4 separate regions of the Mus musculus genome follow, and regions 2, 3 and 4 are each linked to region 1. A link is a contact called in public Hi-C, HiChIP or PLAC-seq and promoter capture Hi-C data. All regions are on one chromosome and are shown on one strand. Each heading gives the region's core, a stretch centred on a gene start, on an enhancer-like site or on the middle of the called end of the contact. The rest is flanking DNA. Distances are from core to core; before and after follow the strand shown. Region 1 overlaps Cdc42bpa (CDC42 binding protein kinase alpha). Region 2 overlaps Psen2 (presenilin 2). Region 3 holds the start of Coq8a (coenzyme Q8A). Region 4 has its middle 15 kb from the start of Gm31668.

Region 1 (3,435 bases), core at 349-2,848:
CTCCCATTTTTCTGGTTCTAAGTGTCTACTGAAAACCTTTTCCAAGACCCTCCTTCCAAATCCAAAAACAAAAAAACAAAACAAAACAAAAAAATGTTACTGCTATTCCAACTTCCCCCAAGGACCTGACATGGCACCCTTCTCACAAATGCCATTTCTCCACAAAGCATATTTTAGCATTTCCCTGCTTCTTCTAACTGCCCATTATTTATTTTCTTCTCATGTTTGAAAGTAAATTTTAAAATTCCATATAATGGACTTTATACACAGAGACACAAAAAGTCAGGTTTACAAAGAGAAAAAAAAAATTTTTTTTGTAAGAAAGTTCTAGAAAGCCTCAGACTCCAGGGAAGCAAGAGATTCCAGGAGCCAATGGTGACTTTCGTCAAATACCCAACAAAGGGGAGATACAACCCATAGAGACCACCTCCAGAAGATAGGCACATACACCCCCAGTAGAGGGATGGGGCCATCCATGCATCTCAAAAATTTTAACCCAGAAATATTCCTGTCCAAAGGAAAGACAGGGACAAAAAAAAAGGAACAGAGACGGAAGGCTAGGCTATCCAGAGACCACCCCACCTAGGGATCCATCCTGTCTGCAGACACCAAACCCCCACACTATTGCTGATGCCAAGAAACATTTGCTGACAGGAGCCTGATATAGCTGTTCCTTGAGAGGATCTACCAGCAAGAACCAATACAGATGCAGATACTCACAGGCAACCATCGGACTGAGCCTGGGAACCCCAATGGAAGAGATAGAGGAAGGACTGAAGAAGCTGAAGGGGGTTACAACCCCATAAGAAGAACAATTTCAATTAGCTGGACCACCCAGAGCTCCCAGGGACTAAACCAACTAAAGAGTATACATGGAGGAGCCAGGACTCCAGATACCTATGTAGCAGAGGATGGCCTTATCTGATATCAATGGGAGGGAAGGCAGGTTTGATGCCCCAGCGTGGGGAGATGCTAGAGAGGTGATGCAGGAGTGGGTGAATGGGTGGAGGAGAACCCTCATAGAGGCAAAGGGGAGGGGAGGAGAGGGAGTGGGATGCAGGGGTTGGTGAGGAGTAACCAAGAAGGGGAATTATTATTTGAAATGTAAGTGAATGAAATGATTAATAATAATAAAAAACTCTAATAGATAAATTTAAGTTAACTGGGAAAGTGCTCCAAATTACAAAGTGGAGACCAGTGCCATAAAGTGCCGGTTTCTCTTGCTAATTAATTAGACTATGACCCAAATCAAAAACCAGTAAGTATTGCTTTCATTAGCCAAATGACAGTATGATCATAACCCAGGGAGAAAAAGCAGCACGCTGAGCACCACAGACAGAGGGTACTCTGTTCTCTCCCTCCCTCACACTGCGTACAGCTCCTGGCCAAAACCAGCACATACAAAGGAAACAACAGTGCTGGGCATAAACGCTAGCAAAAAGCTGTCCAGTCTTCCCTTCATCCCAGTGGAGAGGCCGCGCACTTTTGCTCTGTTTTATAAACTCATTCCTGGCCTGCTTCAGTTCCTGTACTCGGTTCTCCCACTGGTTCCTTCCTGTCATCAATTCTCTCACTGATTTCCAAACATGATGATTTCAAAGGACCAGCAAGTGATGACTCACACAGAGGCCATGCGACTGGACCTCTGACTCCAGACACCTTAAATGTAACATGCTCATCATTCCAAGCAATCAGAAGAATCTTCAAGGGGTAAGACCCAAAGTCACTCTACTCCTCTTCTCTCTCTTGTTTAAAAATAGGCGTCAGCCTTCCTCTACCCAACACTCAAGTTACACGTGGGTGAGAAAGCTCTGCCTCTAAAGAAAGCACCCAAGCTCTTACACTCAAAAGGCAAGGGTTGAAAATAGAGATGAGAAATCGCTTTCCTTTCTGTCAATTATTGCCTCACATGGATTAAGGCTGACAAGTGCCCTCTGACAGTTGTTCTGAAGGCTCCTATGTAAACACCACTATGTTGCACTGGCAAGTGGCTGTGTAAGGTTGGCTGAACTGTCAATCCCACTACTGGATACATATACTTTTGAGATCAAAAGCTGGAAACCAAGTTTAGCCTTTTAGAGAAAGTAGCTCAACCTCTTCAGTTTGATCCCACATTAAGTTTAATGGCTTTTAATAGGAGATCCTCATAAAGTTGAACTCCTCAATCTCATGAAATGACAAATATATATTTGAAGGGATAAACCATAAAAAAAAAACAAAAAGACTAATATCAGCTGATGAAAAACAATATTTCAAATAATTCTACAAATCCAGAATGAACAGAACAGGATTAGATGTGAACATCCACCCAACAAAGGCATGACCAGATAGCTACCAAAAAAATCACAAATATCCTAATTCCAGATGCATAGATTCCATCACAAATTATCCTTCCTCTAGAAGCTGGTGCATGTACACACACACACACACACACACACACACACACACACACACACCTTTAACTTCAGATGTTAATATTCATTCATTCATTTTCCTCTCCGCCCTGCCCCGCCCTGCCCCTCCCCTCCCCTCCTCTCTCTCTCTCTCTCTCTCTCCCCCCCCAAAGTCTACTAAGCAGATTTATAATAGTCACAGATTATGAACCCATAAGCAACAACAACAAACAAACAAACAACAGCATACCTAAGCACCAGTAAATGATAGCACTGATGCTACTGGTGTTTCTAAGACCTGTGACACTCAACACTTCTGTGTCGGTGCTTTTGAAACACATGGTAAATTGGGGTGAACTACAGTCACCCTAATGCAGTACAGACTTGCCCCTACCCAACCATATTTGGTTCTCATTATCTAAGCTAACCTTTCTCTACCCTCCTGTCATCCTCCCATTTTAATGACTGCTATATCTTCCCTTTCCCTCTCCTCGTTTCCCTTCTTCTTTCCCATTCTATGAATGCAAACCATTTTAGCTTCCACAAGTGACTGAAAACAGTTAGTCTGTGCTGGAGTATTTTACTAAGCACAGTGTCCTCCAGTTGCATCCATGTTGCCACAAATGACAGCATTTCACTATTCTTGTGTCTGAATGATCTCCCACTTGTATATGTGTGTATCACATTTTCTTTAACCATTCACCCATCAGCTGATTCCAGATCTTGACTACTGTGAACATACCTTAATAAACACTGTAGTGTGCTGATGCCATTTCCTTTAGATAAATGTCTACTGGGACTAGTGGACAATATGACAATTCCATTTCTAGTTTTATGTTTGGTTTTTTGAGGAAACTCCACATTGTTTTCAGTAATGGCTACACTAGTAAAATTTATACCAAATGTGTGAGAGACAGCTCCTTTCCCTATATCCATTGAGTGTTTGAAAACTGCCATTTGGGTAATAGCCCTTTCTAAATAAAGTGATATTTCATTACAACTTCAACGCAGAAATCAAAATTCTTATCTATAAGAATGGACT
Region 2 (3,435 bases), core at 677-3,176, 210 kb before region 1:
GCTAAGCTGGAGAGAGACAGTTCAGTGAGTTGTTCCATTGTGCCCATATACCCAAGAGGATCAAAGCAGGCAGAGTTCAAACAAGCATGTGCACATTGTGTCTGTATCAGTTTCATTCACAGGAATTCAAAGCTCCAAGTGTCAGTGGATGACTGAAATATGGTAATTCCATACAACAGAGTATCATTTCCCCTTACAAAAGAAGGAAACTCTGACCCACGTGATATGGGCGAGCCTTGAGGACCCTGGGATAAGTGAATTGAGCTATCGACAAAAGGACAGGCATGGTGTGATTAAGGAGGCAGCAAGAGGAGGCAAAGTCACAGACGTAAAATAGAGTGGGTGCTTGATACAGTGGCCGAGGCAGGGAGGGACCATCAGTGAGCTTGGATTCCCATCTTGTAAGGTTTAGAGCTGGGTTTTTTTTCGCAGATCTGAATACACAGGGATGCAGGCACTGCATTTAAAAGTGTTTAGTTTGGGTGTGCATACGTGTCTGTATGAGCATACGATCATGCATACACCCCATGTACAGAGGCCAGAAGGAAGACATCCGCTCCCTCAGAGCTAGTATGAGAGGCATTTACAGGGCCACTGGCTTGTTAAAGGGCACAGGAGTGTGAGCCCTGCTTCTCATGATTGAGCAGCAAGTGCTCTCAGCCACCGAGCCAGCTCTTCAGCCTCAGGACTGAAAATCATTTCCTTTTTTTAAAAAATTGGTTGTTTTATTAATTTACATTTCAAATGCCCCCCTTCCCGGTTTCCCCTCCTCAAACCCCACCATTCCATCCCACCTCCCCTTGCCTCTATGAGGGTGCTCCCTACCCACCCACCCACTCCCGCCTCACTGCTCTAGCATCCCCCTATGCTGGGGCATTGAGCTTCCACAGAGCCAAGAGCTTCTCCTCCCACTGATGTCAGATAAGGCCATCCTCTGCTACATATGCAGCTGGAGCCCATAGGTCCCTTCATGTGTACTCTTGGTTGGTAGTTTAGTCCCTGGGAGCTCTGGGGGGGGGTCTGGTTAGTTGACATTGTTGTTCTTCCTATGGGGTTGCAAACCCCTTCATCTCCTCCAAGGACTGAATTTTTAAAAACTTGTTTTGAAAAGATTTGCCCTGCAAATGTTAGTTTGCCTGCAGTACCCATGGAGGCCACAAGAGGGCATTGGATTCCCGTTGAATTGAAGTTACAGACTCTTGTGAGCTGCCATGTGGGTGCTGGGAAGTGAACCCAGGACCTCTTCAAGCGGTTTTTAACCACAGCCCTCTCTCTAACCCCTATGGTTACATTTTTATGTTGCACTTCCTTTTAAAGACAATCTAGGTTCTAGCTGCAGTGGCCTGAGGACAGACAGGCTTTTAGGTTTCTTCTGCCTTTTGACAGTCTTGATTGAAGGAGGGCAGCTGTAACTGTAACCAAAGGCAGCATTTTAAGTTCAGAAAAATCCCATGAAAGAATTTGGCAAGCAAGAGTAGTAGTTATAGTAGTAGTAGACAGGGCTCTAAAGGAAGGGTGGAGGGGTTCAACCGGTCAGTGTGAAAGCTGGAGACAGGTTTGTCTCCTAGAACACGGAGACACCAAAGTAGTTCTAGACGACAAAGATTATTTCTTACTTGGAGGCAGTGACGTTCCTGGACAGTGAGCAGACCGAAATTACTGTTGAAATGGTGCCACAAGAGCTATTTCATCATGTAAACAATTTCCACGCCTCCCTTTTTGTAATAAACTGAAGCCTGAAAAATAAGACACGTTTTTAAAGATGCAGTTCACCAAGCCGCTCACTGAGCACCATTATTGCCAGTGTTGCTTGAGAGGATTGCAAAAGGACAAAGGTGAAATGTCAGTCCCCACCTAGCCAGTGTCCCTGAACTTCACCCTCCCCTCCCCCTGACCCCCAGCCTCGATCAGCCAAGCCTGAGCACAGCCTCGGGACAGAGGTGCTCTGCAGGCTTTCTGGGGACATAGATAGCCCGGCTCCACTTCCTCCAGGTCAGTACTACCTGAGGCATTGTGTCCCTTTGCTCTTCCTGTAGCTGCCATGGTGTGGACGGTGGGCATGGCAAAGCTGGACCCCTCCTCTCAAGGAGCGCTGCAGCTCCCCTATGACCCAGAGATGGGTGAGTATGGGGTTCACAGCCATGTCCAGGGAACGCCTTGACTGCACCTTGCTTGGCAGGTCCCTCTGTGAATTAAGGTTCAGCATGGCAGAGTGGCACTGCCTGACGGCCAGACTCTGACACCTGTCTCAGAGAGGGAGTGAGGGGTAGATTGCCCCTCCCGAGCCTTAGTTTCCCACCTCAGTTTTGCTGGATGTTGGTGGTGGGCAGTTCCGGGGAGCCTTGACATGGGAGGGACCTGGCGAATCTTCTGGATTTTTGTACCATCTGACCAGCCTTTGTCTCTCCCTGCCACTCTTCATGCTATATGATGACGGTGGCGATGACGGCGGCCCTTTGTTCCTGGACACTTAGAAGAAGACTCCTACGACAGTTTTGGAGAACCCTCATACCCTGAAGCCTTCGAAGCCCCCCTGCCTGGCTACCCAGGGGAGGAGCTGGAGGAGGAGGAGGAAAGTAAGGTGCCCGCGTTCAGATGGCCTGCTTCACAAGTTTATTTAAAAATACCTTTAGTCAGATGCTATGCCAAACTGCACCGCAGCCTGCAGTCCCAGTGGTCTCTCCTAACCAAGTGACTCCCTGAGGTACCAGGCTTCTGCCTAGGCTGCCAGTCACTCAGTCCGTGGTCCCATCCCCACACCCCGATGCCCCCAGACTTTTTCTAGGAAGTCCATCTTGTCGCTAGTCTGCAATACTGCATACTGCAGCTGAGGGAATCTCTCATCACGACACTCTTGCTGGGTCGCTTGGCTCAAGTCCTGGCCCCTCACTTCCTTTTTTTTTTTCTTTTTTTTTTTTTTTTTTCTTTCTTTTGCCTGCTTCCTGCCGAGGTTTCCTATCAGTTGGATTGGACAGGGACCACTTTCTCTTCTCCACACAGGGGGCGTGAAGCTCGGCCTGGGAGACTTCATCTTCTACAGCGTCCTGGTGGGCAAGGCTGCAGCCACTGGCAACGGAGACTGGAACACTACGCTGGCCTGTTTTATCGCCATCCTCATTGTGAGTGGGCTGTGTGGTGGGTGTGGGCACTCGTGGGTCATTTATTGTTGCTGTCTCCCCTCTTAGGGCAAAGGCATCGAGGGGAGGGGTGTCCAAGGTGTGCTCCCTCCTGAGAGAGAGCACCCGGGATGGAGTGGGAGGCTTGGATCTCACTCACCATATGTATCTTATGCCAGGACCTGGATGAGAGCTTTAGGCCCTTGTCCCTTGGTTCCTCCGATCGTGGATTGTCTGAGATTTATGGGTGATGAAATAGCCAAAGGCTTTTACCCATGGAAGCAGGGAGGAGCGGAAAGGTCTCCCCTCCCATTCCACA
Region 3 (3,435 bases), core at 401-2,900, 170 kb before region 1:
AAAATAGAGACACAAGGAAACAATAAGAATAATAAGATGTGTTGGGGTTGAAACCCACGGTGAGTGAAGTGACTAGTTTACCTGTGGAGCCGAGCAGGCTGGGGAAAGACCACCCCTGGAAATAAGTCCATGGACATTATCCCAGCTTGGAAAAGAAGGAAAATGAATAGAGCGTCAACCCCAGGGACTAACACCAAGGATAGGAGTACAGACAGTGGGAGTCTTGGAGAAATAAGCCTGGGCAGAGAGACTCAAGAAATAATGGCAGAGCCCATCTCAGTTTTGATCAGACTAGCAATCTGCATGCTTAAAGCCTGTATTTTAAACAGAAAAGCCTTAGCTTTCTATAATGCAGCAAAATACTCAAGATAACCAACTTAGAAATAGGAAAGATTTATTTAGGCCTTGGTCCATTGGGCTGTGACTTTGGGGTCTCTCATGAAGCAGCAAGTCATGGTAGGATGGTGTAGTGGGCAGAGCTGCTCACCTCATGGTAGCTGTTGGCTTCTCATGGGAGCAGAGAAGGCTCCCAGGTCCTAATATTCCCTATAAAGTCACAACCTCAGTGATGTGACTTTCTTTCATCAGGCCATACTTCCTAAATGTTTGACAGCCTCCCTATGCCTACTTCCCTTTGGGACCAAAGTGGTCTTTGAGGAAAAAATATTCAAGATCCGAACTATCGAAGCCTTATTAGATTGATTTTGTGGAGAAGGATGGAAAAAGAAGTGGAGACAGTAAGCATAGAGAATACTTTCAGAGTTTTTGTTTTGTTTTGTTTGAAACATGGTCCAAATCATATCAATCTGTCGAAAAACGGAAAATAAACCATGGGAGAAGCGAGCGATTGTCTTAGGTTCGTTAGAGGGAAGCTGGCCTAGCATTGCTGGGCGAAAGGGCTGAGCTGGCACGGAAGCATCTTGGAAAGGCCCCAAGGCTAGGTATTTTCTCCCATTTGGTACAAAGGTGGCATGGACCTGTCGCAACCCTATCTTTTCTGGGTCAGCAGTCCCTTAGGGATGTTGTGGGTCAATGTTGTGTGTGTTGAGTGCACTCCTCAGGGCTGTTTTTCACCTTGGAAAAGGATTGTTTTTTTATTGGCGCTCATAATAAGCAAGCACAATTAGTCTAAATACAGAGCTGAAGGGTATAGAACTTTGGTGTCAGCGCCATAACACTTCCCTAGGCCAAGTGCTTTTGGAGGAACCCAGGCAGAAGCCTCATCACATGGCAAAAAACCAAACCAAACCAAACCAAACCAAAAAACCAACCCGGGCCTAGTCTAGGTCCTGGGGCGGGGGCCTGGGGGGTTCCTCTGTGGTCCCATCAAAACTTCTGAGGTCTTCCCGGCCCGACCCCTAGGAAGCTGAGCTAGCGTCGGTACCCAGGCGACCCTCACGTGGCTGCCAGGTGAACGCTTGTCAATCTTCAGAACGCAGGCGCAGAACAACTGCAGGCTTTTTTCCCTGCCCGGGAGAAAAGACAGCTAACAGGCAGATTAGGGACCGCGGCCTTCAAGGGCGGCCTCTCATTGGTTGCTTTTATTCCACCCTCAGTCCCTATTGGCTGTGAGCTGCGCACGCGGTAAGCACGCTCCCACTGCGTCCTGTGGCATCGGGGCAGCTAACAAACAGCGGCTCAGCCAATGGGAGGGCTCGGAGGCGGGGCAAGCGGAGCGCGGCGTGCGCACCCGGGCTAGAAGGTAAACAGAAGCGGAGAGTGTGCGGAGCGCTCGCAGCGGGGCGAGCGCGCGGAGGCGTTGCGTTGCGGACGGAGGAGCTACCTTCCTGCAGCCCGGTAAGGCTGTCGCCTGCCGGCCCGCTGCTAACCTCAGCACCCCGGGGTCCCTTCTTATACTTTCAAGTGACAGTGCGGCCTGCGTACGGTGCAGCCCTTTCCCGACCCGGGTCTGGCTCAGCGAGCAGAGGGTTGCTTGTGGCCTCTGCGTCGTCCACGCACGTGGCTGCCTTTCTCCCAATAATGTTCTGAACTCTCAGACCCTCGAACTGTGTGCTCTGGCTGCAGTTTGTGTCAGAACTACAACTTCTAAGCCCGAGCCAGCTGTTGGGTTTCACGGCTGGGGTGAAGTCTGGGAAGAAGTCCCTTCCTTGTTCCTTTTTCTTCGTTTCTTTTTGGTCCGTCCTCTTGTTTTTCCCAGACACTGATGGCCACACTACCAGTTTTGACAGCTCCTGCACTCTCTTGCACAGAAGCTGTCACATAACTCAACCAAGCCACCTTCAGAGTGTGAGGGGACAGAGGGAGAACGCTGTAGGGGCGGGTCTGGGTTCTGGGACCCTTCATTGGCTAGGCAGCCTGAAGGGGCAGAGGCTGTGTGCAGACATCCAATCTGGGTTGGGCTTGCAGCACTGTAGAAAATTGATTTAGGCTCACTTGGACTTGGTGTCTGTGGAACGGGACTCTGGAGCTGGGGTGTGTCAGGCCAACCTTCTTGCCGGAGGATTTGGACTAGTGATCATGACAGACATCCAGTTGTGCTGTGGCTGGCGGCCATGCTGGCAGGGAGGTTGTTGGGAAACATTTGGAGTGAGGAAGGCACTTCTGAGAAGAGGCTAGAGGGGTTTGTTGGCTTACAAGAGCAGTGTCTGTACGACTCCGAGGGTAGCTTTGGATGCTATATTTAGCCTTGTGAATAATGAAGACAGCTGAATTGTGACCACTTGTGGACCAGGTGACACAAAGCAAAAGCGAGGCAGGCAATCTGTGCATTCTCTGAGCTAATGAACCACCTGAGACAGAACTTCCCAACTCCAGACTATTAACATGTTGGACCTAATCTTGTTTACTGTGCCTGCTTATCTTATGCAGGGTGTGTAGCTGAATCCCTGGCTTGTACTACTAGACAAATAGTGACACCCCCACGGCCACCCAATCCCACCAATTGTGACAACTGAAAATGTCCCCTGACATTGCAAAATACCCCCAAGAGCAAATTTGGTTGAGAACTATGCAGGCAGGACTCTAGACAGGGTCACCCCATGCTGCCAGGACCTCTGTGCAACTTGCCCACAAGTAGTTGGGAAGTTTAAGACAGTGTTACAGTCACTGCTGTAAACAAATGGTGGAAGGCATTCGGTGGGGGCTTTAAAGGTGAAACCCTGAGTGCACTGGGTGGTAGGGGTGAAACATTCTGAGGGAGACTTGGCGGCTGAAACCCTGGGCCTTTGTGCCTGATGAATGTGACTAAGTAGGCACAAATTATGAAGATGTGGAAAACTGGTAGTTTCTGCCCCTAGGAACATTGGGAGCCTTGGCGGGTTAGCACAGGGAACCACCATAGGATGGTTCTTCAACGGTGAGCAAACAAGTGGGCGCTAAATGCTGGCTAAGAGACTTTCTGAGGGCGCACTGTTCTTATCCACGCAGTTTGCTTAGCCATGTGCGTGTGTTGTAATGTGGAAGGAGAGCATGCCT
Region 4 (3,435 bases), core at 684-3,183, 160 kb after region 1:
CCTCGTTAAGGATTTTATTTCTATTATTTTATTGTATTTATTTGATTTGGGGTGCTGGGAATGGAACCTGGGGTCTTTAAAAATAGCTACACATGCAGTATTGAGTTATATGCCCAACCCTAAGAAAACGCCTTGCCTTTTGTATATATGAACAAGGATCAGAATGAGCTTTGACTCAGTGGAAAATTTGGGAGTCAAGTTAAATACAAGAGAATGAACGGGAAGGAAGCGATGTTGGAGGAGGGTTTCTGGTGATCAAACTGCTCACCCTTTCCTCTGCACCACGGTCCTCCATGATGACCAACATGGTGATGTTTCTTGGAATCTTGCCTCACCAACCCAATCTTCTACCAGGAAGAGGCCCACCGATCTCATGACAAGCTTTATGTAAGTTTGGAAACCTCTGGTCCACACAGATAAAGCTGAAGAGTTGCCATGGTCCCAAAACACCAAGAGCTGATGTGAGATGGTCATCTGAAGGGGAAACATGTATCTGGTACATTGCAGAGGTGAGAGGAAGGTATACTGGTTAGATATTTGTCAACTTGACCAAAGTCTAGTCATCTGAGGGCAGGAGACCTCAATTGAGAAAATGCCTCCTATGATCGACCTGTAGGCAAGCCTGAAGAGCATTTTCCTTATTTGTGATGAACAGGGAGGGTCCAGCCTGTTGTGGGTGGTGCCATCCCTGTGCTGGTGGCTCTGGGTTCTATAAGAAAGCAGGCTGAGCAAGCCATGGGAAGCAAGTCAGTAAGCAGTATGTCCTCCGTGGTCAAGAGGAGCATCAGCTCCTGACTCCAGGTTCCTTCTCTGTCTGACTTGCTGTCCTGGCGTCCTTCTGTGGTGGCTTATGGTATGGACATGTAAGCCCAATAAACCCTTTCTTCTTGGGTTGATTTTTGGTCACTGTGTTTTGACAATAGAAACCCTGGATAAGACAGAAGGGAAGGGGTTGGAGAGATGGTTCAGCAGGTAAGAGCACTGACTGTTCTTCCAAAGATCCTGAGTTCAAATCCCAGCAACCACATGGTGGCTCACAACAACCATTGGTAATGAGATCGGACACCTTCTTCTGGTGTGTCTGAAGTCAGCTACAGTGTACTTATGTATAATAATAAATAAATCTTTGGGCTGGAGTGAGCAGGGACTGAGCAAACGGGACCGACTGGAATGATCAGAGGTCATACTGGAATGATCAGAGGTCATAAAAAATTCAACTCCCAACAACCACATGAAGGCTTACAACCATCTGTACAGCTCCAGTGTACTCACATACAATAAATAAATAAATAAATAAATAAATAAATAAATCTTAAAAAAAAAAAAGACAGAAGGGAATCAAATAACCTAGCAAAGGATAGTGGCAGGGCTGGGGCACATTTTCATTTAATAAAATGCATAATATGGACCCAGTTATATAAAGGTATATTGATATACAGGAAGAAATAAAATACTGCACATGGAAATGGCAGCAGGGCATAGTGGTGCACACTTGCAGTACCAGCACCTGAGCAGTGAGGGTAGGAGGTTGATTAGTTCAGAATCACTCTTTGAGCTACATCCAGTTCAAGGTCAGCCTAGGCTACATGAGACTCTGGCTCCAAAAAAAAAAAAAACCCAAGACTTTTATAATGACATCAGTAAACATGCCAACTCAGATAGGACAAACATCAAAAAGCCCATCCCTAGATGGAGAGCTACAGGCCACTGATGGGGTACAGGGTGTTCTCAAAGGACCCATAGTGACTTGCGGTCCTGCTAGATCAATTGGCTCAGGAGTCTGGCAGCCTCTGAGTTTTCTACACTCTGATTTCCTAGCAGGGCCAGGCCCCAGGCAAACACAAAACAAAACAAAACAAAAACAGAGTCCCCAAAGGCCTAACAGAAAGGACAATAGCATGATGTAAGAGGGTCACTTAGCAGCCAGTGACTCAGCGTTTCTGCCCCATCAACACCAGCTGTACCCTGCGGTGCTGACAGTGGCCTAGGCTGGGCATGGAAAAACAAAACGGACAGACAGACAGACAGACACACACACACACACACACACACACACACACACACACACACACACACACACCACTGCAAACATCACATTGTCTGAAGAGTGGCAAACAGTCTGACAGCTGAACAATGTATGGACACTGGGCCTTAATTCAGTCTTGGTTAACATCTTTCATCAGGTTCCCTATGAGGGGGCCACTGATGGGAGACCTTAGCTCTCCAGACTGGAGCTGTTATCTGCCTCCAGGCTCTATGCCCTGTTAATTCTCCTGACTCTCCATCGTTCTTTCCAAAATACCACAGGGTGAAATTTGGTTAGTGTGGTAGATGTCAGAAGAGGGTTCTCAGGGCTTGGGAGGAAATTCCCAGCCTTTGTGAGTCACAGGAGGGCCTGGGAGAGTTCTGTACCGGCTACAGAAGAGAATGGGAGACAGTGCCACAAGTAGTCACTGTCTGTAAATGTGTGTCTTATTAAAAGATGGTGTCCACAGGACTGGCACTGTTTTCCCCAGCGTCTCTGCTCCCCCTGGACCCAAGGCAAGGAGCTGTTCAGATCAGGCTGCTCCTGGGAGGGTCATCAACTACCACCAACCACCAAATCCACCTTTTTATCCAGCCTCACTCACTGAATGCGGCCCAAGCAAATGTATCTTGTCACCCACAGCTACTTTGAGAACTAGCTATGAGGAAAGTTCTTCACTTTAAAACTCAAGGCGAAATAGCTGTTTGTAAAGGTGATTGATTGCCTGATGACCTGATCCTATGGTAGAAGGTAAGAACCAACTTCCAAAACCTGGCCTCTGATCTCAACACAATGATGATGATGATGATGACGACGACGATGGTGGTGGTGGTGGTGGTGGTCCTGCTGCTGCTGCTTCTGCTGCTGCTAGTGGTGGTGGTGGTGGTGGTGGTAATGATAATGATAATTTAACTCTAAGAACTCCAGGGCCTGGAGAGATGACTCAGCAGTTAAGAGCACTTACTCTTGCAGAGGACCAGGGATTCAGTTACCAGCACTCACATGACAGCTCACAACTCTAGTTCCAGGGGTCTGATTCCCTCTTCTGTCCTCCCCAGGCAGGAGACATATATATGATGCATATGCATACATACAGACAAAACACTCATGCACATAAAATAAGGGAAAAAGCCTCCAGGGACTTCAGAATTTTCTTGTTCACTGTGAGGTATCAATCAGACCATTGCATGGACATTTAATTTATACATATATACACACATGTGTTTTTATAGTGGCTCTAAAGATGGCCTTACTAGGCAAGCCTCTACCACTGACCTTTACCGCAAAGCTGTGTGGACATTTCCAATCTCAAAGCATACTCTCATTTCAGAAATTAGGTGTCTTGGGCCAAGTATCCCTAATCGTTGCCATATTTACTCTCAGGTTAGTTCCCAGCACTTCCTGCCAGC

Evidence for each region. Promoter capture Hi-C pulls out the DNA fragments that hold promoters and counts their contacts. Hi-C and Micro-C count contacts between places; a contact is called where the count stands out from the background. HiChIP or PLAC-seq counts read pairs in DNA pulled down with a chosen protein or histone mark.
Region 2: a Hi-C map of liver shows a contact between it and region 1, with 3 times the contacts expected there. The contact joins two enhancer-like sites. A contact is called at or near these places in 6 of 484 Hi-C or Micro-C datasets (the G1E-ER4 cell line, embryonic stem cells, liver and 2 more), 1 of 115 datasets of contacts at active chromatin or transcription factors (large pre-B cells) and 1 of 9 other capture datasets (embryonic stem cells).
Region 3: a contact with region 1 is called in a promoter capture Hi-C map of liver, with 2.0 times the contacts expected there. The contact joins the promoter of Coq8a here to the enhancer-like site in region 1. A contact is called at or near these places in 8 of 39 promoter capture datasets (3T3-L1-derived adipocytes, embryonic stem cells, fetal liver and 3 more) and 1 of 484 Hi-C or Micro-C datasets (liver).
Region 4: a contact with region 1 is called in an H3K27ac HiChIP or PLAC-seq map of neural progenitor cells, with 4 times the contacts expected there. The contact joins two enhancer-like sites. A contact is called at or near these places in 9 of 484 Hi-C or Micro-C datasets (the CH12 cell line, the HL-1 cell line, MC3T3-E1-derived osteoblasts and 5 more), 6 of 115 datasets of contacts at active chromatin or transcription factors (embryonic stem cells, neural progenitor cells and trophoblast stem cells) and 1 of 9 other capture datasets (embryonic stem cells).

What each region holds. Positions count from the first base shown.
Region 1 is chr1:180,020,039-180,023,473 of GRCm38.p6, reverse strand. All of the region lies in intron 2 of Cdc42bpa (CDC42 binding protein kinase alpha), which reads right to left. Among named protein-coding and RNA genes, the nearest start is that of Cdc42bpa, 61 kb to the right of the region's middle. Within about 2 kb of position 1,598, at least 59 of the 459 cell types and tissues checked have an H3K27ac peak or open chromatin away from gene starts, as enhancers often do. A contact at or near this core is called in the HL-1 cell line, liver, neural progenitor cells and 1 more, where this site is marked.
Region 2 is chr1:180,228,527-180,231,961 of GRCm38.p6, reverse strand. Psen2 (presenilin 2) reads left to right here. Exons shown (of 11, transcript NM_001128605.1): 8 at 2,037-2,120; 9 at 2,475-2,576; 10 at 3,001-3,119. Among named protein-coding and RNA genes, the nearest start is that of Gm37336, 7.8 kb to the right of the region's middle. Within about 2 kb of position 1,926, at least 5 of the 459 cell types and tissues checked have an H3K27ac peak or open chromatin away from gene starts, as enhancers often do. A contact at or near this core is called in liver, where this site is marked.
Region 3 is chr1:180,194,235-180,197,669 of GRCm38.p6, reverse strand. Coq8a (coenzyme Q8A) reads left to right here and starts at 1,650. Exons shown (of 15, transcript NM_023341.3): 1 at 1,650-1,797.
Region 4 is chr1:179,862,034-179,865,468 of GRCm38.p6, reverse strand. No RefSeq gene overlaps it. Among named protein-coding and RNA genes, the nearest start is that of Gm31668, 15 kb to the left of the region's middle. Within about 2 kb of position 1,933, at least 83 of the 459 cell types and tissues checked have an H3K27ac peak or open chromatin away from gene starts, as enhancers often do. A contact at or near this core is called in the HL-1 cell line, neural progenitor cells and trophoblast stem cells, where this site is marked.